Regions from separate parts of the Mus musculus genome. Here regions 1, 2, 3, 4, 6 and 7 are each linked to region 5. A link is a contact called in public HiChIP or PLAC-seq data. All regions are on one chromosome and are shown on one strand. Each heading gives the region's core, a stretch centred on a gene start, on an enhancer-like site or on the middle of the called end of the contact. The rest is flanking DNA. Distances are from core to core; before and after follow the strand shown. Region 1 overlaps Dync1i1 (dynein cytoplasmic 1 intermediate chain 1). Region 2 overlaps Dync1i1 (dynein cytoplasmic 1 intermediate chain 1). Region 3 holds the start of 1700019G24Rik (RIKEN cDNA 1700019G24 gene). Region 4 overlaps Dync1i1 (dynein cytoplasmic 1 intermediate chain 1). Region 5 holds the start of Dlx5 (distal-less homeobox 5). Region 6 overlaps Slc25a13 (solute carrier family 25 (mitochondrial carrier, adenine nucleotide translocator), member 13). Region 7 has its middle 62 kb from the start of 1700019G24Rik.

What was found. HiChIP or PLAC-seq counts read pairs in DNA pulled down with a chosen protein or histone mark.
Region 1: a contact with region 5 is called in an H3K4me3 HiChIP or PLAC-seq map of stem cell-derived neural progenitor cells, with 12 times the contacts expected there. The contact joins the enhancer-like site here to the promoter of Dlx5 in region 5. A contact is called at or near these places in 11 of 39 promoter capture datasets (the C10 cell line, cranial neural crest, embryonic stem cells and 6 more) and 11 of 115 datasets of contacts at active chromatin or transcription factors (SST interneurons, craniofacial prominence, embryonic basal ganglia and 8 more).
Region 2: an H3K4me3 HiChIP or PLAC-seq map of craniofacial prominence shows a contact between it and region 5, with 6 times the contacts expected there. The contact joins the enhancer-like site here to the promoter of Dlx5 in region 5. A contact is called at or near these places in 12 of 39 promoter capture datasets (the 3T3-L1 cell line, the C10 cell line, cranial neural crest and 7 more), 8 of 115 datasets of contacts at active chromatin or transcription factors (craniofacial prominence, embryonic basal ganglia, embryonic forebrain and 5 more) and 1 of 9 other capture datasets (embryonic stem cells).
Region 3: an H3K4me3 HiChIP or PLAC-seq map of fetal liver shows a contact between it and region 5, with 27 times the contacts expected there. The contact joins the promoter of 1700019G24Rik here to the promoter of Dlx5 in region 5. A contact is called at or near these places in 6 of 39 promoter capture datasets (the C10 cell line, cranial neural crest, frontonasal cranial neural crest and 3 more) and 12 of 115 datasets of contacts at active chromatin or transcription factors (SST interneurons, craniofacial prominence, embryonic basal ganglia and 9 more).
Region 4: a contact with region 5 is called in an H3K4me3 HiChIP or PLAC-seq map of craniofacial prominence, with 12 times the contacts expected there. The contact joins the enhancer-like site here to the promoter of Dlx5 in region 5. A contact is called at or near these places in 10 of 39 promoter capture datasets (the C10 cell line, cranial neural crest, embryonic stem cells and 6 more), 19 of 484 Hi-C or Micro-C datasets (astrocytes, bone marrow-derived DN2 thymocytes, bone marrow-derived macrophages and 11 more) and 15 of 115 datasets of contacts at active chromatin or transcription factors (PVALB interneurons, craniofacial prominence, embryonic basal ganglia and 10 more).
Region 6: a contact with region 5 is called in an H3K4me3 HiChIP or PLAC-seq map of neural tube, with 5 times the contacts expected there. The contact joins the enhancer-like site here to the promoter of Dlx5 in region 5. A contact is called at or near these places in 10 of 39 promoter capture datasets (the 3T3-L1 cell line, the C10 cell line, HPC-7-derived erythroid cells and 6 more), 1 of 484 Hi-C or Micro-C datasets (embryonic fibroblasts), 12 of 115 datasets of contacts at active chromatin or transcription factors (craniofacial prominence, embryonic basal ganglia, embryonic forebrain and 6 more) and 3 of 9 other capture datasets (embryonic stem cells, embryonic tail and embryonic trunk).
Region 7: a contact with region 5 is called in an H3K4me3 HiChIP or PLAC-seq map of embryonic limb bud, with 8 times the contacts expected there. The contact joins the enhancer-like site here to the promoter of Dlx5 in region 5. A contact is called at or near these places in 9 of 39 promoter capture datasets (the C10 cell line, the HPC-7 cell line, cranial neural crest and 5 more) and 17 of 115 datasets of contacts at active chromatin or transcription factors (SST interneurons, acute myeloid leukemia, cardiomyocytes and 11 more).

The regions. Positions count from the first base shown.
Region 1 is chr6:5,954,807-5,958,389 of GRCm38.p6, reverse strand. All of the region lies in intron 10 of Dync1i1 (dynein cytoplasmic 1 intermediate chain 1), which reads right to left. Among named protein-coding and RNA genes, the nearest start is that of 1700019G24Rik, 21 kb to the left of the region's middle. Within about 2 kb of position 2,044, at least 7 of the 459 cell types and tissues checked have an H3K27ac peak or open chromatin away from gene starts, as enhancers often do. A contact at or near this core is called in neural tube, where this site is marked.
Region 2 is chr6:5,933,821-5,937,905 of GRCm38.p6, reverse strand. The region is part of intron 10 of Dync1i1 (dynein cytoplasmic 1 intermediate chain 1); the gene reads right to left. Among named protein-coding and RNA genes, the nearest start is that of 1700019G24Rik, 42 kb to the left of the region's middle. Within about 2 kb of position 2,100, at least 6 of the 459 cell types and tissues checked have an H3K27ac peak or open chromatin away from gene starts, as enhancers often do. A contact at or near this core is called in craniofacial prominence, where this site is marked.
Region 3 is chr6:5,975,863-5,979,747 of GRCm38.p6, reverse strand. 1700019G24Rik (RIKEN cDNA 1700019G24 gene) reads left to right here and starts at 2,355. Exons shown (of 3, transcript NR_040255.1): 1 at 2,355-2,456. The region is part of intron 14 of Dync1i1 (dynein cytoplasmic 1 intermediate chain 1); the gene reads right to left.
Region 4 is chr6:6,017,773-6,021,339 of GRCm38.p6, reverse strand. All of the region lies in intron 16 of Dync1i1 (dynein cytoplasmic 1 intermediate chain 1), which reads right to left. Among named protein-coding and RNA genes, the nearest start is that of 1700019G24Rik, 42 kb to the right of the region's middle. Within about 2 kb of position 1,294, at least 4 of the 459 cell types and tissues checked have an H3K27ac peak or open chromatin away from gene starts, as enhancers often do.
Region 5 is chr6:6,880,449-6,884,104 of GRCm38.p6, reverse strand. Dlx5 (distal-less homeobox 5) reads left to right here and starts at 2,037. Exons shown (of 3, transcript NM_010056.3): 1 at 2,037-2,573. The coding sequence starts at 2,219.
Region 6 is chr6:6,158,259-6,161,757 of GRCm38.p6, reverse strand. The region is part of intron 3 of Slc25a13 (solute carrier family 25 (mitochondrial carrier, adenine nucleotide translocator), member 13); the gene reads left to right. Among named protein-coding and RNA genes, the nearest start is that of Slc25a13, 57 kb to the left of the region's middle. Within about 2 kb of position 2,032, at least 21 of the 459 cell types and tissues checked have an H3K27ac peak or open chromatin away from gene starts, as enhancers often do. A contact at or near this core is called in craniofacial prominence, embryonic stem cells and neural tube, where this site is marked.
Region 7 is chr6:6,037,134-6,040,980 of GRCm38.p6, reverse strand. No RefSeq gene overlaps it. Among named protein-coding and RNA genes, the nearest start is that of 1700019G24Rik, 62 kb to the right of the region's middle. Within about 2 kb of position 1,845, at least 31 of the 459 cell types and tissues checked have an H3K27ac peak or open chromatin away from gene starts, as enhancers often do. A contact at or near this core is called in embryonic limb bud, where this site is marked.

The DNA of each region.
Region 1 (3,583 bases), core at 795-3,294, 930 kb after region 5:
GCTGCTGCTGCTGGGACTGTCATGGAATTTCCTAACTGCCAATGAAAAGCCCAAATGGTGACATCACCTTCCTGCTTATAGTTGTCAGGTAAAAAGTAGGAAGACATATCTCAGAAAAGGTACTTGACATGTCTAAAAAAAGAAGAAGGGTGGGGGCTGGAGAGATGGTTCAGCAATTAAGAGCACAGGCTGCTCTTCCAGAGGACCCAGGATCATTTCCCCATACCCACATGGCAGCTCACAACTGTCTGTATGTAACTCCTGTTCTAGGGGACCTGACACCCTCACACAGACATACATGCATTCAAGTCATCAATGTATATAAAATAAAAATAAAATAAACATAAAAGAATAAGGGCTATTTATTTATTTATTTATTTATCTATTTATTAGCAACACATTTTCCCAAAGACAATTATCTTGGAAAACATTTTTAAAAGTAATATTAGTGTTACTTTAAAATTTACCACTTTCCTACACATTAAAACTGTGCAGTAGCTCAGTTTTCTAACATTGTAATAAGGCATTATTAAACTAAGACTAAGAAAATTAAAACAAGAAAGATTGGTTGGCCTGAGGATGCTTTCTTTGCTTTTCAGGGCTCTATAGGAATGTGCATGTGGCCCAATCCAGTGGTACATGGGTAATGTGCATTGTACGTTACATCCGCGGGGTGGGATTCCATCTATGGGATGTAGAGGCAGAAGATGAGGAGTTTAAGGCCAGCTCTACTTCGCTAGAACTATTCACAAACAACCAAAGAAATCAAACACATGTGTGTACCAATATTCTTACATTCAAAGTTTTTTTACTTATTGTATTTTATTCTTTAAAGCGCTAGGGTCTTTACTTTGAAAAAAATAAGGATAGACTTTACCAATATTAGTAAGGTAGCTTGAGAGAGAAGCCATGACGTTGGTGAGAAGTTTTGGACAATGTCAACCATTTCATCAAAGTAAATGCTCCTGACACTCCAGTTGAACTCTGTTTTTACAAAGTTCATGATTTCATTGATGTGACCATGTTGGTCAAACTGGAGGCCTAGAAATATGATAAGCCTATATGTAAGGAGCTTGATGGAAAACTGCCTACCCTGCATCTATTTCCCACAGAGACCGTGCCACAGTGGGAATGTGCTTCCCAGCACGGCGCACAGCACAGTTGGCTTATTTGAAGAACACAATTCCTCCCAATTCAGAACAGGGAACATCCCAGCACTGCGTGTGAGAAGCAAGCCAGCCCAATTGATAAGTTTGTTTGTTTGTTTGTTTGTTTGTTTGTTTTTTTAACCCGTACACTCGCCCAGACTATTGAAGAAATGTGTTATTTTTCCAGTCTTAGGCAGCTTCCCTGGTGATAGCAAATTAGCTCTTCTTATTACCCATGTGGTCTCGAACCCCTAAACTGATGCTCCCACCAGAGAAGGTTACACATCCTCACCCTCTCTTTCAAAAGAACTGCTTGTTTTGCCCCTTTCACGGGTGGATGGAGGGGGGTGGGCGGAGAACTCCAAGGGGCGGAGTCTCCTCTTTGAGCATCTCTCTTCACTCACAGCCCACCACTGCTTTTAGTTCAGTCAGCCCAAGTTCTTCTTCAAGTGGTTGCGGAGACTGTTTTACATTTTGTAGAGCTAATCTAGGCCAGCTTAGAGATCAGACTCCCCCTTAACCACAAACCCATATAGCGAGGGTGAACAGCCTTTGGTCACTGCTGTATGAGAAGTTTGCCCCCTAGGTTCACATTTGATCTGGCTCCCTGTGTCCTTCTGTGGGTGGCAGTCTGCCCACTCCTTAGCCACCATGCCTGGGTGGGAGGGATAGGAGGTCCTGCAGTCAAAAGCCTCTCCTATTTCAAGTACCATCTTTTCTGGGGGAGAGGTCGGTCCCCAGGGATGAAATGACCATATTGTTGCCAGATGCTGCCTAATGGTGGCTGACATTTTATTTGCCTTAAAGTAAAATGCTTAACTGCCAGAAGGCCGTTAGGCAGATGGATCGGATCCCTCTGGCTACCACTGAACTAGTGTGCATTTCTGTAAGCACCTCAGGACCTCGCGGAGATATTCCTTTTGTTAATGGAAACACGTGTAATAAGAGCGTGTTGCTACCAAAGGCTCACGTGTGGAAGACGTGAAGGTGATAAAGCTCCCAGGAGACAGGAATTAACACTCTCATGGATGGAGGGAAAGGGTCCTTTGCCCCAATTCATGTTCTTCTCCCATCCCCACCCCCACTCTTTCTCTGATAGTCTATCCTGGCACGTGCACTCCATGATTCCAAATTCTAAGAGGAAGGACCAGACCATGCACGAAAAGTTGTCACTTGATTGCTACTGAGATCTCTCTGGCAGACACTGAGTTAGCTTGCCTGTTACTTCTCTTCTCAGTTTGCATTTTAAAAAACAAAAAACAAAACAAAACAACAAAAAAACAGTAAAGCAGCTGATTTTAGAATCTGACTCCTTCAATAGCGGAGAAACCAATCATCCCTAGAAGCGGTTTTGGAATTCTTTGGCATTAGCATGCCTTTCTCTGGTGAGACCCTCACTGGTCCACAGCAGGGGCTATGCAGCTGCCGCCGTACAAAAGGTGGGAGGCAGACTCCAAGCACTGACTAGCGTGTGTGGAGAAAATGGAAAGCTCACTACAACTGCCAGTGGGAGTGGACACAATAGTGAGGCTACTCTGAAAATGGGGCTCGTGGCTCCCCCGCAGACGGAGCAGTTTCCACATGACCCAGTCATTCCACTCCCTGGTGACGACCCAGGACCACTGAATCCAGAGGTTTGTGCGAAGCACCAATGTCCATAACAGCACCACTTCTAACAGTAAGAAGGCAGAAACAATTGAAATGCCCACCACAGACGAGAGGGCACAAACAAGGTGATGAGTCCTTGTGAATGGTGTTCAGCAACACCAAGGCACGAGTACCACGTGGCCTTTAATGTGGATAAGTGCTTAGAGTTTTCTTTCTGTGAGAACCAAGCCAGACAAGTCACGAAAGGACAGTTTCACATTTTGGGAAAAAATTTGTTAAAAAAGTACAAAGCTGTGGATGATAAATGGGGATGTATGTTGTATTAGTCAGGGTCCTCTAGAGGAGCAGAACCAATGGGATGAATGTACATATACATCATGTACATATATGTGGATTTACAAAGTCACTTAAAATAGTAACCACAGTTTAAAGTCGTGTCTAAGAGTCTGAGAACCTGGTAGTTAAGTCAATCTTAGAAGCTGCATGTCTCAGCAGTCAGAGGAGCTGCATGTCTCAGCAGTCAGAGGAGCCGCATGTCTCAGCAGTCAGAGGAGCCGCATGTCTCAGCAGTCAGAGGAGCTGCATGTCTCAGCAGTCAGAGGAGCCCCTCCCACAACAGCTGGCTCTCACTGGGGATGTGAATGGGTGTGACAACCAATCGTGACTCAGTTCACAAGGTGGGGTGCTGGCTCGGTTCTGCTTCTGCCCTTGGGGTGTCCAGGCACATTAGACCGGACTTCAGCCCGGCAGGCTCCAGGAACTCTGTTGGCAGCGAGGGAGAGGAGAACAGTCTTCTGTGAGACAGTTCTCAGTAAAAAAAGCTCTTT
Region 2 (4,085 bases), core at 851-3,350, 950 kb after region 5:
AAAACCAATTTAATTACACTATCCTCTTCCCCTCCAGTGAGCCATATCTGATGTAAGAAGTGGCTGCCTTTCTCCTTATTATTCAAAGTGATGATATTTTGTAGGTCTTGGCTACTGTAGAGACTTAGCAAGGAACACACACACTGCGAGGCTTGCGTGGCAGGAGCTTTGTCTTCAACATCAGTGAAGTCGAGGTCTGAGCTTCTGCAGAGCTCTCATGAACTAGACCAAGAATATTGAGGGAAATGCCACCAGAACACAGGGGTCATGATCAGAGGTGTGGCTTGGGAAAAGGGCATACACATATAGCTAGTGTTCTTTGCTATGAGTTCCTTATCTCAAAACAAGTCCTTTTTCAGCAGTTTTAATTGTAAGAGGTTGGCCTAGTGTTAAAAAACAATTGGAAGATACACATGAACTCTCTCAAATGGCTGTACCTCCCTGAGCAGTCAATTACCTTCCATCCCCAGGCATTAAAGATACAACCAGACGATAAAACAATAAAACTCTATATCCAGCTATCATGCTTGTATATATGTATCTTATTTAATTAGAAGCTGAGATTCTCTAATAAAAAGAGTAAGGAGTAATAAAATTCATGATGAAGATGGACAGACAAGTATGGGAATAGAGAAAGACTGGTTAATGGTACAAGGTTAGAGCATGGAGAAATATGGTCTGATGTTATGTCTCAAAGATGGAAAACTGTCTATAATGGGGTATTGAATATTTTCAAGCAGCAGACAAGGGAATGTTGAAAGATCTCCCCTCAGAGAATGGTGTATATAAAGTGAAACATGTGCTGACTTCACTGTTTTGATCATTAAACAGTGGACACAGGTTCTGACAGCAACACGATCCATCTTACTAATATGAGTAATTCTATGTTAATTTAAAATATAAATAAAATGCCAGTGAGTTCAATAGATTCTATACATATGAGTCTCTCAACCTCCCTCCATATTTCTCTCTGTGTGTGTCCCTGCTGCTGGAGAAACACATTTGTTTTGATTGTAAAGCTCTATTTAGTTATTAAAAACCACAACTCCAGTTTTTATGCTTGGAAATTCTTAGAATGTGTTACTGTTCTAGGGAAGTAGCAGACTGAGTCTTTGAGTGAGCACTGCTTTGGTGGCAGAGTTTGAGCATCTGGGATGCTTTCTTTCTTTTCTTCCTTCCTTCCTTCCTTCCTTCCTTCCTTCCTTCCTTCCTTTCTTTCATTTTATTTTTATTTCTTTATTAGATATTTCCTTTATTTACATTTCAAATGCTATCCCAAAAGTCCCCTATACCCTCCCCCTGCCCTGCTCCCCTACCCACCCACTCCCGTTTCTTGGCCCTGGCGTTCCCCTGTACTGGGGCATATAAAGTTTGCAAGACCAAGGGACCTCTCTTCCCAATGATGGCCGACTTGGTTCTGTAAGTAAGTAATACATGTGACGATCTACGTTCTGAATTACCACGGTTCTCCCGCAGACCTTTCCGAAGAGTCGTTTACTGTCTGGCCAGCTGTGGGATCAAGGGTGGTACAGTAGATTTTTAGACACCAGGATGTGGACAGTGAGGACTAAGAGCCTGCAGGAGGAAGAGCTGAAAAAGTCCAAGAAAAACCTCGTGCATAAGCTGTTTTCTCTGCTATTATTAGCAAGGTGAGGGGATCTAGGCAGCACTTCATGGTCTTTAAGGACATTTCGGTTTCTCTTGGCGTCATGCACTGAAATTATTTTTTCCATTTTTTCATGCTGCCTCTGAAACATGACCCCTATGCATAGTCTATCTCAGGAAATGACAATTGGCCATCGTATCCCATACAAATTGATTGGCTATGACAGCTTAAAGGAATAACTCTTGGCGAGGGGGGGTGCTTTTACTTGTGCTCCCTTATTTTAATCCCGTCTAAGGCTTCTTGGTTAATTTTACTATTTCAATTAGATCATTTAAAAATCAACACATTACATACCAACCTCCCCGAAGAGCAATCATAAGATTTGATGGTTTTTCTGATACACAGGATAGGGTTTCAAATTTGCATTATTCTATCTACTGAATTAACTATGAATTCTAAGCCAAACTCAGGCTGCCATGTGCTTTTAAGCATCTCTAATCTGAACCATCTGGCAAGGCGTGGCTTTGCAAAGGCATCCCTCTCAGGACACTCTGTGGATTCTGTCCCTGCCTGAGGTTTTGGCCAACTATCAACATTACTATAATTCTCTTTTATGAAATATAGCTTTTGACTGGGATTTTGGAGTCTTGGTTGACTTTGTGTGCATGTATTTATATGAACATGGGCACTTGTGTCCACATTTTGATTCCATTCTCTGCATATTTCAGAATATATTTGTAGTAAACTTATTTTAAAGAGACAAACGGTTTTGCTGTATATAAGGCATGCTTGTGTTTGCCCTCACTTACTCCACAGAACCAAGGATGGGCTTACAGGATAAGCAAGGGTGCACTGCTAACTAACGAAGCTCACTGTCCTAGGCACTGCAGTTACTTTTTAAATGGGTGAGTGCAGGAGACATACCAGCTTTTGAATTAGAAAGTGAAACTTGTAAATGATGATTCCAATGACGATTTTAAGACACAAGACAAACAGTGATTTTGAGGATACTGAGGTTAAAAATACCCAATCCAGGCACACTTCAGTTTTTCAGCTACGATCAAGCATAAAGAAACCAATCTAAATCTTTGATTCGAGAAAAAAACAACACTCTGCTAAATTCTTTATCTAGGAGTAAGCATGTCTTTGCAACACTAATAATCAGTACGCATGTGGGAAGAACTAAATATAGACTCCTTGCTATAATAAAGGGTATAAGGCTTTTCTTGGAATTAAAGATGATAATTCTATTTTCACTGGTTCTCTTTGTTAACAAGCACTTAGTTTAAAAAATCAACTTCTTTTAAAAATTGAATCTTTCACGATGTCACACAAATGTGTAACATTCCTTCACCAAAGTCCCCTCTCCACTCTCTTCTCTTCACCCCTTCTCTCTCCCACCAAATACCTTCTGACTTTGTCCTCCTTCCACGTTTATAGGTCTAATTGCAAGCATGTGGGTGGGATATAATTTGCCTTAGGAGGGGCAAGGCACCAGTGGCCACGCTTCTGAGGCACCCCCCTGACTGAACTGTTTTGATAAAACTGTGTGAATCCCCGTGCGGCTAGAGAAACATCAGTCTATTTGTTTATTAGTAATGGGAGAGGGATGAAACTGGTCAGTTCTTCTGGTGATATTGGATAGCTCATGCATACACACACACACACACACACACACACAGACACACAGACACACACAGACAGACACACAGACACACAGACACACACAGACACACACACACACACACACACACACACACAGAGAGAGAGAGAGAGAGAGAGAGAGAGAGAGAGAGAGAGAGAGAGCATTTTAGAAAGAAATGATCAAGAGGGGATTCTATTCCTGTCTTCTATAGACCTGTGACGGAAACCACTGTCCTCCTGAGACCACATGCTCCTGTTGACATGCCTTTAAACCTGCCCCCAGGTATCTGAATCCGGGTAAAGAAAATGCTCGAGAATGTCCACGCTCACACATCTCTAGAAAAGACAACAAATAGCCAGCCTACTCTACACGGGACTCCAGACAGCCACATGAGCTATGAGTTCTGTGATAAAACTGAGGGAATCAGTATGAGAAGGTAATCCAAAACAGAAAACAACAACAAAAATAAAGACCTTTCATCCAATCCCCCAAAATGTATGTGTATCTCCTGCATGCCAGGAGTAATAGCAGGCATGGTACTTAATCCACTGAAATCCAGGTGTCCCTGCCAGTTACTAGTTAGTTCACTCTGCCCTCATACTAAAAGTGTTTTTCCCCCATATTTCCTGCTGCCTGGCTGCCCTCATTCTTTCTCTTGGAACCCCTCAGTCACAATCTTTCCCAAGAAACTAAAGGCACTGCCATTTAAGCGGCACATACAGATTATTACAGATTTTGAAACTTATTCTTGTACCTTAAGTAATAACTGTAGCTGATATCCACTGGACACTGAAAGTGTGCCCCATACAAGTGTTTTATATGTGCTCACTTATT
Region 3 (3,885 bases), core at 1,106-3,605, 900 kb after region 5:
ACACATACTCCACTATGCTAATAGCATCCTTATTTATAATAGCCAGAAGCTGGAAAGAACCCAGATGTCCCTCAACAGAGGAATGGATACAGAGAATGTGGTACATTTACACAATGGAATACTACTCAGCTATTAAAAAGAATGAATTTATGAAATTCCTAGGCAAATGGATGGACCTGGAGGGCATCATCCTGAGCGAGGTAACCCAATCACAAAGGAACTCACACAATATGTACTCACTGATAAGTGGATACTAGCCCAAAACTTAGTATACCTAAGATATAAGATACAATTTGCCAAATGCATGAAACTCTAGAAGAATGAAGACCAAAGTGTAGACACTTTGCCCCTTCTTAGAATTGGGAACAAAACACCCATGGAAGGAGTTACAGAGACAAAGTTTGGAGCTTCGACAAAAGGATGGACCATCTAGATACTGCCTTATCTAGGGATCCACCCCATAATCAGCTTCCAAACGCTGACACCACTGCATACACTAGCAAGATTTTGCTGAAAGGACCCAGATATAGCTCTCTCTTGTGAGACTAGGCAGGGGCCTAGCAAACACATAAGTGGATGCTCACAGTCAGCTATTGGATGGATCACAGGGCCCCCAATGGAGGAGCTAGAGAAAGTATCCAAGGAGCTAAAGAGATCTGCAACCCTGTAGGTGCAACAACATTATGAACTAACCAGTACCCAGGAGCTCTTGACTCTAGCTACATATGTATCAAAAGATGGCCTAGTCGGCCATCACTGGAAAGAGAGGCCCATCCGACACACAAACTTTATATGCCCCAGTACAGGGGAACGCCAGGGCCAAAAAAAATGAGAATGGGTGGGTAGGGAAGTGGGGGGGGAGGGTATGGGGGACTTTTGGGATAGCATTGGAAATGTCATTGAGGAAAATACGTAATAAAAAAAACAATGAATTCATGAAAATTGTAGCAAATGGATGGAACTAGAGAATAATCATCCTGAGTGAGGTAACCCAATCACAAAAGAACACACATGATATGCACTCACTAAGAATACCCAAGATACAATTTGCAAAACACAAGAAAATCAAGAAGGAAGACAACATGTGGATACTTCCTTCATTCTTAGAATGGGGAACAAAATACCCATGGAAGGACTTACAGAGACAAAATTTGGAGCTGAGACCGAAGGAAGGATCATTCAGAGATCCATTCATAAACAACCACCAAACCCAGACACTATTGCATATGCTAGCAAGATTTTGCTAACAGGACCCTGATATAGCTGTCTCTTGTGATGCTATGCCAGTGCCTGGCAAATACAGAAGTGGATGCTCAGAGTCAGCTATTGAATAGAACAGAGGGCTCCCAATGAAGGACCTAGAGAAAGTACCGAAGGAGTCAAAGGGATCTGCAACCCTATAGGAGGAACAACAATATGAACTAACCAGTACCCCGGAGCTCGTGTCTCTAGTTGCATATGTAGCAGAGGATGGCCTAGTGGGCCATCAATGGGAGGAGAGGCCCTTGGTCTTGCGAAGATTATATGCCCCAGTACAGGGGAATGCGGGGGCCAGGAAGCAGGAGTGGGTGGGTAGGGGAGCAGTGGGGGGAGGGGGGAGAGTATAGGTGACTTTCAGGATAGCATTTGAAATGTAAATGAAGAAAGTACCTAATAAATTTTTTTGAAAAAAAAAAAAAAGAAAGAAACGTTTACCACAAGGTTGATATGGGCTACCCAATGCAAATTAACTGGTTTTGTATCACAAAAATTCTTATAATTAAATTGTAATTAATTACCCCCATCATCTAATAAACTGAAAATCTGTATCAAGCACAGCTATCTCTCCAGCGTCATTTCCCTACTGGACCCCGACTTTCTAGCCTTTTGGATAAAAATGTCTGCTACTGTGTTTGTTGACTCAGCTGCCTGGAATGCAGCCTGGCCCTCTGTTTATGAGGAAAACCACTCCAACAAAGTTTCTGCTTCCCAGTGAAGTCTTCCCTGACAGCGGTTTAGTGATGAAACTTGGTGTGGTCAGGGTTGGGGCTAAGGATGGATGTGTAATGTGTTTTAATCTTGACTCCCTTCAAGCTGTCCTCAAGCTGCAGAGTTCCGAGTTGGAACTTAAGCCCCGCCCCACTTCCTCCTTCTTTGTAGGTCCGCACAGGATTTTTTTTTTTTTTTTTTTTGTAGAAATTTCTATTAGTATGCATCTGTCAAAATCTGTTCTCACAATTTGCTGTTTTCCAGATGTTTCCAACGTGCCCCCATCCCCATCACTGTGGATCTCTCGTTCCATAGTAAATGCTCCCCACCCCCACCCCCACCCCCACCCCCACCCCGTGTCGTCTGTTTTCCAGTTGGTAGCTCTCTATACCTCAGTGGAATCCTAGACCAACGTTTCCTGTTTCGGCTAAAAGGCTGACCTTGCTCGGGCAGCAGCTGTTTGTTATCGTGTGTGCATTTTCCAAACAGTGAGTGAAAAGGCTTCTTTCTTGCTCCTTGGGACTGCTTCACCGTTCTTCCACTCCAGGGAAAAGCCGGGGTCACTGAAAACTTAACCACTGTCATCATGGTTTCTTTCTGCCCTGCTATAGTCAGATCTGGGATGATCTGACCCATTTCAAACCCACTGTGTCGCAGCACCTTTGCCTTCTTCTCTATATTCTTCCTATTTCGAGTGACCTCCACCTTCACTAGGTTTCCACTGTGGGCAACTGTATTCTTCATGATTTTTTAAAACCTCGTTTGGAGCTAGGCCAGTCATGAAATGCTACATCCACGCATCCTACTTCCCTATAGCAATTTCTTGCTATCATTTTCCCAGTTCCTTCCTTCCTACCCATTCTTTGATCCTCGATGGCTTTCCAGATGCTCGCTCCCTTTCCTCCTCCTGTCTGTTTTTATTTCCTGTTTTCATGAGCTTATAAAACCAAATGCCTCCTTTCTTCTATCTCCAGGTCCCACGTTCTAGTTTACTTCCATCACACTCTGGTAAAGCTCCAACCCAGAAACCTTTCCTTCCCTTCTTTATGTAGAAACTTCTACCGCTGACCTCCATTGGTAAAAATCTGCTTCAAAGATAGACACATGAAAATACTGTTCTGACCACAAACGGTCCACCACCGTGCCCAGAGCCATTTGTGTTTTGTTTACACAATTTGTTTTATATTCATGAATCTACACTAGCTGAAATCTGTTTCCTCTAGCGTTTCTACTTCCATTCACCAGAGACCTGAGTCTCCTACTTTGTTAAGAAAATAGTCATTATCAGTGTTTGCTCTCCTCCAGTCACTAAGCCTGCTGGATTGTGTTTGTCCCACCCAGTACTTCCTGTCCCTCTGTTATTATAGAACAGATGTCATTGCTCAAAGCTAAACTGAATTGCTCTGCCCGTGCTAGGGGTACTATTTATGCAAACATTTTAACTACCTTTCCCTCCAGCATACACTTATAGATTTTGTTTTCTTCCTTTACCCGTACTTCTGTAACATCAACATGGACAAGCATCTTACAGTTCTTAAACAGATACAAAAGCAACAACAGCAGCAGCAAAACCCAACCCCCACGGTGAATGTCTGACATCCCAGTCCTAGGGAGGCTCAGGCCTGTGCTTCAGCAGTTCAAGGCTTGTCTGTTATGGGGTGATTTTGAGGCCATCTTGGTCTACAAGAGACTCCATCTTAAAATTCAATAGTCAAAAGAAAGAAAGACAGACCCTGGGTGCCCCAGCTGCTTCTCACCTTGTTCTCAGGCCTTGATCTATTATAATTTGTGCTCTTTTCTCATGCTCCAAAGAAAGTGTGTTTTCCTTGAGCACTGGCGACTTCTGGGTTGGCAAATACAGAGGCAGATCACAGTTCTGAATATTTGTCAGGGTTATTTACTCTCAGGTTTTCTTTA
Region 4 (3,567 bases), core at 45-2,544, 860 kb after region 5:
TGCAGTTCACTTCTAGCTATGAATCTTTTTGTGATAAAATATATCTCAGGCACCATTTACAAATGCATGGTTGGAAAACCTTGGATAATTAAGAGGTTGAAAAAAATATTCCATAATCTCAATTAGTTTCTCAGTTCCATTAATCATGGCCAAAAAACTAAGTGAGGTGGTCTCTAGGTTCAAGATAAATACTTTTGTGGATGTGTGGTTCATCAGTGTCTTTGTAATCTTTCAATTAAGTGGAGTCATTTAAAAAAAGTCTGTGGGGCTATAACATGAACCGCCGATAGTGAACAGACACGAGAACGATGTCATATTCAATATTAACACCAGCAGGAAAGTTTTCTGCTAAAAAGATATTGTACAAATGACCTTTTTATTTTAATGCACACTGTTTCTAGTGCCTTACAGAATGAGGGAAGCTTGTGTACATTCCCTCAGAATGACAGTTTAACTCCTCTAGACTCAAAAGGTTAAAACCAAACAAACCCACCCACAGATATTAATGGCACCCAAATCCAGGAGAGCAGAAACCCACTGGCATGCACACATGCATCTGTGTTCAGAGAAAGCCTGTTGTTTTGTTGTTGTTGTTGTTTGTTTGTTTTTTGTTTTGTCTTGTTTTTTTGTTTTGTTTTGTTTTTTGTTTTTTTGCTTTTTGACACACAGATGGGAGCAAAGTGGGATGTAGCAGGTTCTGAAACAGCCACGTTAGATCAGCCGGGCAGACCCGCTTCACATAAACGCAGCTTCACTGTGTTTAATTCTCAGAAAGGCAAGGTCTAGGTCCCTGTTAGCAACGGAGGAAACCACGGACCAGAATCCTGTGCCAGGACGCAGCTACACAGGCGAAGACACACTACAGCCTTCCACCACGAGGTAGACTGTGGCGGGACGACTTAGCCTTAGAAGAAGCTTCCGAGAAGTCAGGAAAGCCGGACGCATGCACATCTGCTCTGTAGCCTGCTATTACCAGCCAGTCAATAGGTTAAAATTACTAGGGAGGTCACCTGCTTTCTAACCTGGACCTGTTTGCCAAAGCCCTTTTTCCTCTATCTTTAAACGGGTGATGTTTCTCAAACCAACGTTATTTTTTTTTCCCACCTAATAAGGTAAGAAACGAAAATCAGACATAAAAGACAAAGTAAATAGTAACAGATACGGGTCTGGCAGTGGCAGTAAGCCAGTAACTATGGAAGGAAATAAGCAATTTAAACACTTGTCTTGAGAAATTAACAGTTACAATTATTCTTCATGCTAAAATTTATCCTGTAAGCAAGGGTACCAAAATCCAGAGGTGTTTTCCTGCAGAGAAAACCAAAACCAAACAACAGCTGAGAAAGAAAGACCTCATTCGGCAAGCCCTAGAGATGCCCTTGCTTGTGCACATATTGAAATCATATCAGCTGCCTGTCTCCTGAAATTGTTGGATGTTATTATTTTGTCTACTACTGGGAACAATCCATTTCTCAGCCCGAAAGATGCAGAAAGTGCTGGAAACAATGGCTGATGGACAATGATGGAGAATAAACTTCCTAAACTCCAATCACCTCCCTTTCCATAGTACAAAAGACACACAGAGAGAGGCAGGGCAAAAAGAAAGGGTTCCTAGACAAGCCTCTCCCCACATTAGCTGACTAACCATGCTGCTGCCTCTTCCCGCATGTTATTGACTATAGGTTTTCCAGTAAATTCCTAGCAACCACGGAATCTAAGCAGTTTTGACAAAAAGAAAGCTTATCGCTAAACACCTTAAAAACATTTACCAAGGTAATAAAAGAAATGTCATTTCCTCCTACGGAATGTTTGGGCATAAAAGAAGTATTTTTATAATGCAGTTCATGATTTATCATATCTATAGTGTCCCAAAAAAAAAAAAAAAAAAACCACAATGAAAAGGAAGCATTTTTCTAGCGGTTGACAAGTGTTTGAGTCAACTACTAGGTTTTCACTGCATTGGCCGCCAAGGCAATCTCTCTCTTCTAAAAGCGAGGGAGGGAGGAAGACCAGGTAATGACTGGAAGGACAAACAGTCTTTTCTAAAACTCCTTTTCTGTGCACATACAGTCACACTTCCTGTGGCTACCAGACTGTACTCGGTTTGGAGGCTGCATTCTGAACGCATTGTACAATTAAGCTTTTGCTTAACTCTCCCGTCACACTTCACGCCGGGACTCATTCATTCCTGTTATATGACAGACACTGTGTTGGGCACGCTGTGCCTGCCTTAACAGAGGAGGACGTTATCTCTGGGTGTGTTTCTACAGATTCGGTTCTCCAAAGGTTATACTACTTTGCTGTTATATTTGCTAGACAAGTCGACTCTTTATGATACTAGATACTAGAAGGTGTTCAATTACTATTCAAGAGAGCTTAGTGCCAAGGTCAATAAGAATAAAAGATTTAATCTAAATACTGGGAAATGACTACCTTGTCACCAGAAGACAGCCTAGGAGTGGGCTCCCGATCTGTTTGGCCTGCCTACTAGGAAAAGGGACAAGGTTTTTTCTACAATACCAGAAGACTGGCTATTACTTAAATGATACATAATTAATTTATTTCAAGTAAAAAAAATCCAAGGTAAAAGATGTTATGATAGCTGATATTCTAGGAAATACACGTTTAATTCTTTCTTGACAAGGGGATAATGGGTCATTTATTCTTCCTCATTTTCAAGTCCAACCTATGTGATATATATGCATTTATATATAAACACAGAAGCAGATATTTGATTTCATATTTTATTTTAGATATGCCAACACACATGGACACACACACACACCAAAAAACCAAACCAAACCAAAAAGTCTCAGGTTTTTTGCAGACCAAAGAGTCTCTCTTCCTGGCAGGGCAGACCTTTATACTGGGCTTTGCAGGATGTGATTTGACTTAACTGCTCTCATTGACACTTTTTTGAGACAAAATTTAACAGTTTTGGTGTCAGCGATGACACACGCCTTTAATCCCAGCATAGGGAAACAGAGGCAGGTGGATTTCTGTGAGTTTGCAGCCAGTCTGGTCTACAGAGCAAGATCCAGGACAGATGAGCTAAACAAGAAAACTTTACCTCAAGACGCCAAAAACAAATCAAAACAAAACAAAACACAAAACCAACCAACCAAAAAACAATCAACACAAAGCTTTACAATTATAAAACTCATACAATTTGTCAGTCATAAAACGTTTAACGTTTAACGTCTAATGACAATTGCTTCAGCATTCAAACAACCACCAAAGACAACTGAGAAATGGCAGACAGATCCTGAAGACGGAGAATGTCAAGCTGCCATCGGTTTCAGGAGGTATATATTCATAGGCCGTTGAAAAGCACTAGACACATTTTACCATGGTTTACATAAACTTAACATTAGGGCTTTCCACTTAGTCAACCACTCACAAAATATGAAAGTTGTAAGTACTTTGTATCAATTTTGGAAAAAAAATGCACTTGAAAAGATTTTAATACTGTAAACCCATTTTCATAAACCAAATGCTACCTCAATAAGCACACAATTTATATAGTAATTAATCTAATTATGATCACGGTCTTTTACACATATACTTATC
Region 5 (3,656 bases), core at 788-3,287:
TGCACTTTTTTTTTTTATAACCTCTGAACACTTTGACCAGCTCAAGGCATTGATTTGTAAGGCCCCATGGATTAGGTGAGCATCTTTAGAGCAGACCGCAATCATAATCCAGTAAGGTCAGCAGTACGTTTGCCTCCTTGAAGACACTCAGTGCAAATCTAGAGCCTGGACAGCCACATGAAAATCAAAGGCAAGGGATCAGTGTCAAGGAACAGCAAACATTTGTTAAACCCACACATCTGTGTCAGAAGGGAAATCTAGAGACACCAAGGCTGCAAGTAGGGACTCCAGATGAAGAAAGGGGTGGCCCTGCTGCATGCTAGCTCCCTCTCGTTGTTGACAAAAGCTGAAGTTGTACAGCCAAGGAAAAGCAACAGTAGCCTGGGTTTATGGGGCCCATGTGCACCTGAGGCACGTGTTGCTGCTTCCAGTTGCAGCTCCAGATTCCAGAGAGGGACTGACCTCCTGCTTCCAGCTCTCTGACAGAGGCTTGGAGTCCTTGGTTGCCAAAACAAGAACAAAGTAACCTCAGACAAAACTCAGGCAGATTTTCACTTCTTCCCCTGGCAAAAGGGGAACCAGAAGAGGAACCAGAAGATTCCACCCTGAACATTCAATGACACTCCCAGGTTCCTGGCCAAAAGGAGGCCCAAAATAGGATACAACTCATTTTTGAGGGGAGTAGACACAGCATTGAGTGAGGATCAGAACACATTCCTAAGGCCTCACTCAATCATAACTAGAGGAAAAGCCCATGTTGACAAAATAAACTTCTTCTGGTGGTCTGTGGCCAGTGTATGAGTCTTGAACCCTGCTCCCTTTGTACATAAACGAAGATGCTCAGTAGGCAGGAAATAATGGGGGATGCTACAGAACCCAAACTCAAGAATTGAGAGGGGGATTGGAGTGGATGTAGGTAATGGAACCAGGAGAGGGTCGTCCATGATCGAAACCCCATCTCCCAAGCGGACTTGGTTCCTTGCCTACTTTTCGGTCTTCATACTCCATTTGGTCTGGAGGCACACTATAGGTCACACACCCAAATCAATTCACGTTTGCAGGAATCTGGCTCCTGAACTGAGACAAGAGCCATTCTAGAAGCTTCCAAGTAGTCGAGGATATTGAGCAAAAAACCAAAAGGCTGCTCAGCTCTCTGGGAAAGCCAACTAAGAGAGTTCAGGCAGTGGCAAGGTATTCAGGAATGAAAGACATTGATTTTCAGCAGTCCCTGTAAAGACTTCAGTTGCCACTGGGGACGTCTAGATTCTTGGACATCTCTGTGGAGTCCTGAGAAACAGGGGCTTCTGCAAAAGCGCTTGCTGCGTGTCCAACTGTTTTCCAGTTTACAAATTTTCAACATAAATTAGTTGCAACTTGCTTCCCATCATCCCACTAAGACAATGCTGTTCTCCATTTGTTCTCACTGCCATCTAACACTGCTCCTCCTCTGCACACAGTCCCACAGCGGTGCTCTCTCCTACAGTCTCCGTCGGAGGAGGGGGGAGAGGACTGGTAGGTGTGGAGCAAGAAAAGAGCATCAAGAACCGCATCCTCTAAACTGTACTTTTGAGATTGCTGATTGGAACACGTTGTCTTCAAACAGCACGGAGCTAGGCCCTGGGACTGCTTGGTTTGTCGAAGCTATTCACTAAAAAGAGATCGACTGAGACCCTCCCTCCCCCAACAGGGAACAACTCATATTCTCTCTCTCTCTCTCTCTCTCTCTCTCTCTCTCTCTCTCTCTCTCTCTCTCTCACACACACACACACACACACACACACACACACACTCTCTCTCTCCTTGTACGCCTCTCTCTCTCTCTCTCTCTCTCTCTCTCTCTCTCTCTCTCTCTCTCTCTCTCTCTCTCTCTCTTTAAGCAATGCTTTGTTGTGCTAAAACTAGTTGGACGAGTTAGGGTGTTGCTCTGCTCCCGAAGCCCTGGCCAATGGAACCCGATCCACCCCGCTGTGCGTAAGCGCGCAATTAAGGATTTAACCAAGGCTGTGCTGCGCCTCAGCCAGCAGTCAGCCTGCGGGAGACAGAGCCTCCACGACTCCCAGCCTCCTCCTCCTCCTCCTCCCCGCCGCCGCCGCCGCCTCCTCCTCTTCCTCCTCCTCCCTCGCTCCCACAGCCATGTCTGCTTAGACCAGAGCAGCTCCACAGCCAATTCAGGCAGCAGCGGCCGCCGCAGTAGAAGAACAGCCACCGCCCGGGAGCTATGACAGGAGTGTTTGACAGAAGAGTCCCAAGCATCCGATCCGGCGACTTCCAAGCTCCGTTCCCGACGTCCGCCGCCATGCACCACCCGTCTCAGGAATCGCCAACTTTGCCCGAGTCCTCGGCCACCGATTCTGACTACTACAGTCCCGCGGGGGCCGCCCCGCACGGCTACTGCTCTCCTACCTCTGCTTCTTATGGCAAAGCGCTCAACCCCTACCAGTACCAGTACCACGGCGTGAACGGCTCCGCAGCCGGCTACCCGGCCAAGGCTTATGCCGACTACGGCTACGCCAGCCCCTACCACCAGTACGGCGGCGCCTACAACCGCGTCCCGAGTGCCACCAGCCAGCCAGGTAGGCGCGCGGGGGCGGGAGGCAGGTACCCAGGGCATCCGTAACCCCGCGGGCGCCAAGTTGGGTGGTAGATGAGGGCCACGCTGTCCGCACCCATAGAAGGGTGCTTCGCAGAAGCGAGTGGGGGCCTGGGACTGCAAACAGGACAGCACCTCACACCGGCATGGGGGGGGGGGCAGTGGAGGACTTTTGAAGAGGTTTAATCGGGTGTTTTGCCTCTGGCGCTGCTCGAGGATCCCTCCTTAGCTGGATTCCTAGCTGGCCTAGCCAGAAAGCCAGCTTGGCTGCAAAGAGGCTAAGGGATTTGGGGGGCGGGGGGTGGGTGAAATCAAGCAGCCCTAGTGGTGTTTGCGTAATAAAAGGAAAGTTAGTTGGAATTCTGGGTGAGCGTGCTGAGTTGGTGAGATCTAGTCTGGATTAGCCAGCGAAGCGCCCCGAGGCCTCTCATGGAGGGTGCGGGCAGCACACCGGGTGACCTGGGGGCCGGAGGGCTGCAGCCTGACAGAAAAGCGAACAGGGAACTTTGCGGTTTATCCAAGGTATTTCCAAATACAAAAAGTCATTTAAAATAGCGGAGGATTGCCGAGAGTTCACTCTGTTAGAGGGACCCCCCCCCACACACACACACACACTCCATCGAGTGCTCTCTCCGTAAGTGCCTAGAATTTGTCTGCCTTCCTTCTTCCCCACAGACTCCCCTTTCCGTCCACTGTGAAACTTCCTTAGAGCGTTACAGTGGGGTAGAGAGCTTGGGCGGTAAATGAGAGGCGTGAAGTCTCAGTGGAGAAATTTTACTAGTCGATTTTGATCTCCCCTCACCGACACATTAATAAGGCTGCTAATATTAGCATCCCCTACTCCAGTAGAGCGGAGACCGCAGCCCTCCCTCCTTCTCCACCCTTCCTCTGGCAGCAGCTTCATACACCGACTCTTCCACTCCTTTCAGGACTGAAGGGGGAAAAGGGGCCATGTGGCCTAGGGGCACATTAGCAAAACACGGATTCACAGGACCCCAGCGGGGTACATTTATGACAGTGAGAATTCTTCCTTGGTTCCTCCCCTTTACTACGAAAATATCCTTAC
Region 6 (3,499 bases), core at 783-3,282, 720 kb after region 5:
TTTTATATGTTGTGTGTGACAGTTTGCCTGCACGTATGTATGTGCACCATGTGCATGCTTGATGCCCGAGGCGGCCAGAAGAGGGTTCTGAGCCATCTCTCTGGCCCCAAATTTTCAGGTTTTAGAGACATTTTCTACCATTGATGCCTATTTATGTAGAGATGGTGGAGACAGAATTTGCCTCTAGTTCAGAAGGCTTTCGGTGTTCTTTTTTTAGGGTGAAATTGGCCACAGTCAGACCTTTATTATATCTCAACGTTTGAAAGGTAGAATGTTGGTGATGTGGCTTAGACATGGAAACAGATTCCCCCAAGACCACTGGGCAGTAGTTACCTAATAGGGAAAGAAAGAGAGGATGGGGTATAAAAATTGAGTTGGCAGTAGGTATGATTTAGTGTTAACTATTGACAAAGGAGAATCATGAGAGAGATGAGTCATATTGGTCTAAGTGCTTGGTTACCAGCCTCAGTCATGGAAGCCAATGTTGAAGGTGAAGGTAGGAATGCCATACCCCCTGGTTGACACTGTCAGTCTGAGTAGCTTGAATGCTACTTATAGTGACCTATAAGGCTGTGGCCACATAGTTAGGGTTAGCAGTATAGACGAGTCACTCTCTGTGGTAAGCTCACAGTTAGGAAAGCTTAAATATTTTTTGTCGTTGTCAACATGAAGGCAGTGATGTATGCAGAGGTGGTATTTATAGGCCAAATTCATGATAGCAACTCAGTAAAATCAGTAATAAAAATCTTTAATAGCTTTTTAGAGCCAGGCAGTAGCCTGCCTGATTGAATGGTATGCGATCTGCCAGGTTTCTCTGGAGCCAATGGATTTAAATAGGCCCTTGGCAAACACCCCAGTGAGGTTTGAACCAGAGTTCAGTTGAGCTGTGAGCCAATCACACTGGCCTCCAGCCGGATCAGGCCAAGCCCATGCTGGATCCGGGGTGGACCTGGGAAGATTCCCTGAGACCAGAGGATCCCACATGGGGCGGGGGAAAGACAGGCAAGACAGACACACCCCTCATAGCCCAGGAAAGGAGGCCACTGGATGGTGAAGCTAAGGTAAGGCAAGAACTTGGTCTAGTCTCCACCTAACTCCCGCTGCCTTGAAACATGAAACCAGAGCACTGTTTCTTCTTCTGTTTATGTGTGATCTCCCTTGTCACCTATGTAAGGGGCAGTTCGAATATCCTTGGTGACCTTAAGCCCTTATCAGTCTTCTGACTGCCACTGTCCCTGCAGCCATAGGCTTCCAGGTGTCATTGAAGGGGACGGAGCCCTAATTGGACTTCTAGTACACGCTCCACCAGACTGTCTTTGGCCACATTCTCTCTGCTGCTATCAACTAGAACTGCTTGGTCTATGCGCTACGCGGTACTGGCTCAAGGGGTCTTTCTGGCAAGACATGGCACTCCCCTGCATTCATTTTGCAGCGATGCCATGTGTAGGTACATGGGTATAAAAGTCTGAATGGCCCTGCCACTCCATGGCTGTCATTTTACCCCAGGGAGGCTAGCTAGTCTTGGATTTTCTTAGCCCCCTTGCATGGTTCCTGCACGCCTTTGCTAACCATTCACACAAAGCATCCCGCCTCTCCTCTGAATTGCTTGTTGATTCCGTCCCTACAGTCTAGAAGCACTGGAGTTGGGGCTAACCACACCAGTGAAGAAGTCTCCAGGCCTGGGGCTCCAGCACAGCTCTCAGGCATCTGTCTTCTTTATTCTTTGCATTTTGTCACCTGATTCTGGGGTGCCCTTTGTGCGCATTGCTTTACCCAGCCACTGAAGAGCGGTTCCTTGATTACCCAGATTCGTGTAGTTGTCATCATTTATGTCTAGAACATACATAGCCTAGAGTGGAAACACCCTACCTGTCCACTGGATTATTTGCAAGGCATTCAAGGAACAGAGCTGGGAAAGCCAAAAAGTTATTAAAAGACATTATAGAGCCCATGGCTCTTTACTGGGGAACACAGAGTCAGATGCTGGCGGCTGCTGCTGCTGCTTCCTCTCCCTCCTCCTCCTGCCCCTCCTCCTCCTTTTCAGAACCGCAGTACTTGCACATGGGTGGTCTTGGAAGCTCTGTTTCTGGACTTAGATTTTACTCTTTCACTTTTATCTCTGCCACTAATCCTGGACAATCGCCTGACTTCTGTTGCAGCTCACAGAAGGGGGTAATAAGCAAAAGTTATTTTTGGGAAGGCCTCTTGTGGTTAGGAATTGGAGTAAAGTGGTAATTGGATTTTGATATGGTGCATTGTCTACACTCAAACTTCCTAAAGTCTGAGCAGATCAGAGCCTCCTGCGCAGCTGTGTAAATTCTCATAGCCACAGAACTGGCCTGGAGATAGGGCCCGGAGATGATGAAAGGACCACGTGGGGTCTCAGCCTCTGCGGGGCTGGAATGAGCCACAGCAGGGAGGAAGAGGAGAGTTACCCACCTTGGATAACTGAAGTCCCTGTGCTACCTCCAAGCCTCTGCCTCTTTTCTCAGTCTTGTCTTCTTGCACCTCTCTCTCTCTCTCTCTCTCTCTCTCTCTCTCTCTTCCACCCCCCCCCCCCATCAAGGCTTGGACTTTTGCTGTTTGATTTTGTATAAATTTTAATTTTTTTTCCTTGTTGCAAAACTCAGTATGGTCTATATGTTATTGGGAGAGAAATAGAAAATATGAGCAAAAATAAAGAACAAAGCCTTATATTTTAAATAATTCAATGAAAGAGATGCACGGTTAACACTTTGACAGGCATGGTTCAGATTTTGTTCAGAATTTGTGCTCATATAAATATTTTTGTTTATTTTCAGCAAAATGGAGTAACTTGGCTTTGTTATCTTGTTTTTAGTTTTAGAGCATTTTTTGATTATGGCTATTTTGGGGAATGTGCGTGTGAGCATACGCATGAGTGCATGTGCTGAGGGCACAGGAAAACCCTGTATGAATCTCTTGGGCTTGGAGCAAACACTATCAACGTGTTGAGCTCACTGGAGCTGGGTTTTTGAGTTAAGGTGTCTCACCCTATAGCTCAAACTATCCTGGGATTCCCCCTAGAGTCCAGGCCAAGATCCTCCTGCCTTGGCCTCCTAAATGCTCGGGTGGCACACAGGTACCAACAGGCCCTGCTGATGGAATCAGTTACTTCTCATTATGTGTAAGGGATTTTTAACTTAATGCCATGGGTTTGTTTATATCACTTTGGGTGGGTAGGTAGTACTGTATATATAAAAGTTCTTTTAGTAAACCTAGCACATATTGTATGTTGAGTTTTTGCTTTGTTTTGTTTTTAGTTTTTTCCACTAATATCAGTGAGTGTTCTGTGAGGCTTCCTAAGAGTAAAAGCTTGTATACATTCACTAACTTTTCTCCTATGATAAATCCCTAGAAGTGAGATTATGATGTCAAAGAATGTGCTGGACAGTTTTAGGTCAACTTGACACATGTAAGAGGAAGAAACCTCAACTAAGAAAATGCCTCCATAAGATCTGGCCGTAGGCAAGCCTGTAGA
Region 7 (3,847 bases), core at 596-3,095, 840 kb after region 5:
TTGTTTTTTAAGATTTATTTATTTTATTTATATGAGTACACTGTATCTGTCTTCAGACACATCAGCAGAGGGCATCAGATCCCATTACAGATGGTTGTGATGAGAATTGAACTCAGGACCTCTGAAAGAACAGTTAGTGTTCTTAACTGCTGAGCCATCTCTCCAGCCACCAAAAGAAGGCATCAAATCACAGTACAGATGGTTGTGAGCCACCATGTAGTTGCTGGGAATTGAACTCAGGACTTCTGGAAGAACAGTCAGTGCTCTTAACACTCTGAGCCATCTCTCCAGCTCACCCTAAACATCTTTAATACTTAAGACAATTTGTGTGTTTGGGAAGCATGTGTGCTCATGGGGGAGTAGATTTATCTGTAAGTGCTTGGGTAAGAGTGCACATGTATGCATGTATGTATGGAAACCAGGCTTTAGCACTGGATGGCTTCCTTGCTCTTGCCATTTTAATTACTGAGAGGCTCTAGTGGAATTAAAGCTTGTAAGTTTGGTGACCTAACTGACCAATGAGCTCCAGAGATCCACCTGTGCCTTATCCCAAGCATACTGCCTGTTCTTGAGTAACATGTGAGTGCCTCTGCCCTGGATTTCTATGTGAGTGTTGGATCCAAACTCAGGGCCCAAACTTGCACAGTGGACACCGTATTGACAGGGCCATCTCCCCAGCCCAACTTGCTACAGTTTCTTCTCACGATGAGTAAAGTAACATAAAGCTACAGTGGAAGTTGGCCATAAGATCTGTGCTATGATACCTGTAATGTAAGTTACTACTGGGCTATACCAGAAGCAAATTTCGCTGTATCCAACCCTTGTTAGTGTTCGCCTCATTGTGATGACTTGGGAAAAGAAGCAAATCTTACAAGTTTGTGATTACTGTCAACAGCACTCATTACCCAAAGGTGATGCTGATTGATTTACTAGGGTTTGTGAGTGTTCTTAGTCCCTGAAGGTTTCCATCCCTGTCCCTGCAGTTAAATTAAAGCTGGAAATCTTCAGCATCACCCACGAGTTTTTGATCTGCACGCCTGTTAAAGGTGTGGATCTTTACCAGAAATGGGACAAACGTGGTATTTACTACATAGCAACCTCGAAGACCAGGTATCAGTTTGAGGATGGTATAAAATGCAGTGTCCCAGCTTTGGGCTTGGGAGCCCGAGTTCTCATACTCCCTTTTGACACTTGTTGGAAATTTTATAAAAGATCAGATTTTGATTAAAAAAAAAAAAACCCACTGGCCCAGATCTCATCAAAAGCACATAGTCCACCCATCCCTTTATGAACTGTTGGTTTTGATGGGGGAACATCTTGGTTCTGCCTGGGACTGAGGGTGATTCCACAATGGGGAAGGAGGGAGGTTCATACTGGGATGTAAAGTGAATATATAAATGAATGAATGAATGAAGGAACGGATGAGAAACAAGAAGGGGGAGGAGGGGGAGAGGAAGAGGAAGAAGAAGAAGCCAGCAGAGGCCCAAGAGCCAGTAGGAGATAGGATCACACTGTCCCTGTTTCTTTGAAATCCTTGACTTTTTCTGCTCAGGAGGCAGTGACTTGAGAGCCTTTGAAGGAGGCCTAATTTCCATGACTTCTGCTCAGTGGGTGGCATGCCTGTAACAGGCCTAGAATTGGCCTGCAATCACCATGCGGTAAGAACCACGTGAAATTTGTTCTGGGTTTTTCTTCTCCCCAGAGTGACAGCACAGTATGTTTGGAGCGGCGTGGCTCCTGTCATTGCTACAGTAAGTTCCTGGACGGTGTCCCTCTTTAAGGGAAAGGCCCAGTAGGCATGTCGCCCCTGTGTGCTTCCATGCCTTCCCAAGTGTAGAGCCCTGGAGCCCTGCAGCTCTGTGCTTGGCTCAGCCAGTGATTGCTTGGAAGGCGGGGGAGACAGGCCTGCTTTTCGTAGCAGCCTTTTTAATTTTTTTCCAGGGAGAAGAGAAAATGCGAAGCTGACCACAGAGTGAACACACTGGTTCTTGGGTTCCAGTCGTGGCTGGGTTTCTTGAAGCTGGGTGGCGCGCTGTCGCCAAGCCCCTGCTGCACCTCATAACCCACAACCATTTGCGGAGCTCCCTGGGGTCGCCTTAATCCCAGCAGCCAGGGTCGCACAGGGAAAAGTAAGAATTCTGGCCCAGAGAAAAGAGTCGTTTAAATGCTTATTGCATTTCAAGCTTCAGTTTTTACTTAGCGAAAATATTTAGCATTGCTGGAAAACAATGTTTAAATCTTTGTGCTTATATGTTATTTAATGGTGTGGCCTGTGTAAACCTCGGGACGCTTACGTTTTGACAGTCTTCTGGAAATGTTTAGCGGCACATAACTCGGTGTGCAGGGAATAAAAACCGAGGAACAAATTGCGCTTGAAACTGTTTGTAGCCTCCTCAGACTGTGTATTCAGAATGCACGGCATGTCGGGACGCTTCAGGTGCAAGGATGGGGGCACTTCAGTGATAATATTTGTTGAATCTGTCTTAGGCTCCAGTTTATCTGCCTTCCAAATTAACCTTCCCTCCAACCCCTCGTGTGCCTCTGACCGCAGAAGCCAGACTTGTAGGCATGAATTTGTACTCTTGCCACTGACTAAAATCCCATTTTCAATTCTGGGTAATCAAATGCTTTCAGGATGTGGATTTTTCCAGAGCTTTCTAAAATGTTCTTTCCACGAGCGTCTTCCACAAAGGCGTGTGTGCCTTTTGTCTTACCTGGGGGAGGGGAGGCAGATGGGACACAGTTTTCTCCCAAAGGTTCAGCCTTTGGTATTAAGACAAAATGTACTGACAGAATTGCCTGCTTCTTCCTGTCTCGGATACCTACCAACATCCTCGTGTGTGTGTTTCTCAACAGTGGCAGCCTCTCCCTTGAAACCTAAACAGGGCTTTCTGTAAGGGAAAGGCCATTCTAGACCACGGACATTTGAAGTTATCATTCTGAGGTATGCATGAAGGAACAGTTGAATGGGTGAATTTTTAATAAATGCTTTTTCCTCCACCATGTCTCTTATATTTTGGTGGTTTTTATGATACTAAATAATTAAACCCTCTGGCCTTGGATAAAAATGTTATATTACTGAGTTGTAACTCCAGCCCTTTTCTCTTTTTTAAAATTTTGAATCATGGCCTTTACAAGTTGCTCAAACACGCTGAAACTGTTAATATACCCCTCTCAATCGACCAAATACCTGGAAATACAGTCTTGTGACATCAGGCTGAGGACACAGGCTGTGCTATCAGACTGACTTCCACACTGTCCCTGATAGGGCCTTTCTGCTGCTGGCATTAAAACCAGAAATGAGGGACAATTGATACAGTCCCGAGTATCAAACACTTTTTTTTAAAAGAAATCACAAGTCAATCTTCTATTAAATCAACATAGCTGTAAAATAGGTTTTAATTATTAATAATTTGTTTCTGTGAGCCACGAAGAATGACATGAGCTCAAGGATGAATTTAAATTCCCTGGTCATTGTGAAAAATTAAACTGTTGTTTTAAAAAAAATCTTCTCCTTCATGTGGAATGTTACTTTAGGCTTGAGGTGAGTTGGGAATCATTTCTCTTATCAGTGACTACACATTTGAAGCTTGCTCTCTGTTCCCCAAATCCATCGGAGGCTGCTGAGAACAGTGGTTTGATTTTTCAGGAAGGTTTGTCTTTAGCTAATGCATTAATTGCCTGAGAAGAGTCCAAATGGAACACTTGCTTTCATCTGCTGGGGTACCTAATAAAATAATGTTGTTTGCTTTGAGATGCTGGGATGTTAAAGGGGTTTTGCTTAAGGCAAAACCACAGTCCCCTTGGATAACTCTTGGAGGAAAATTAGGAAGACGCAGCAATTGTG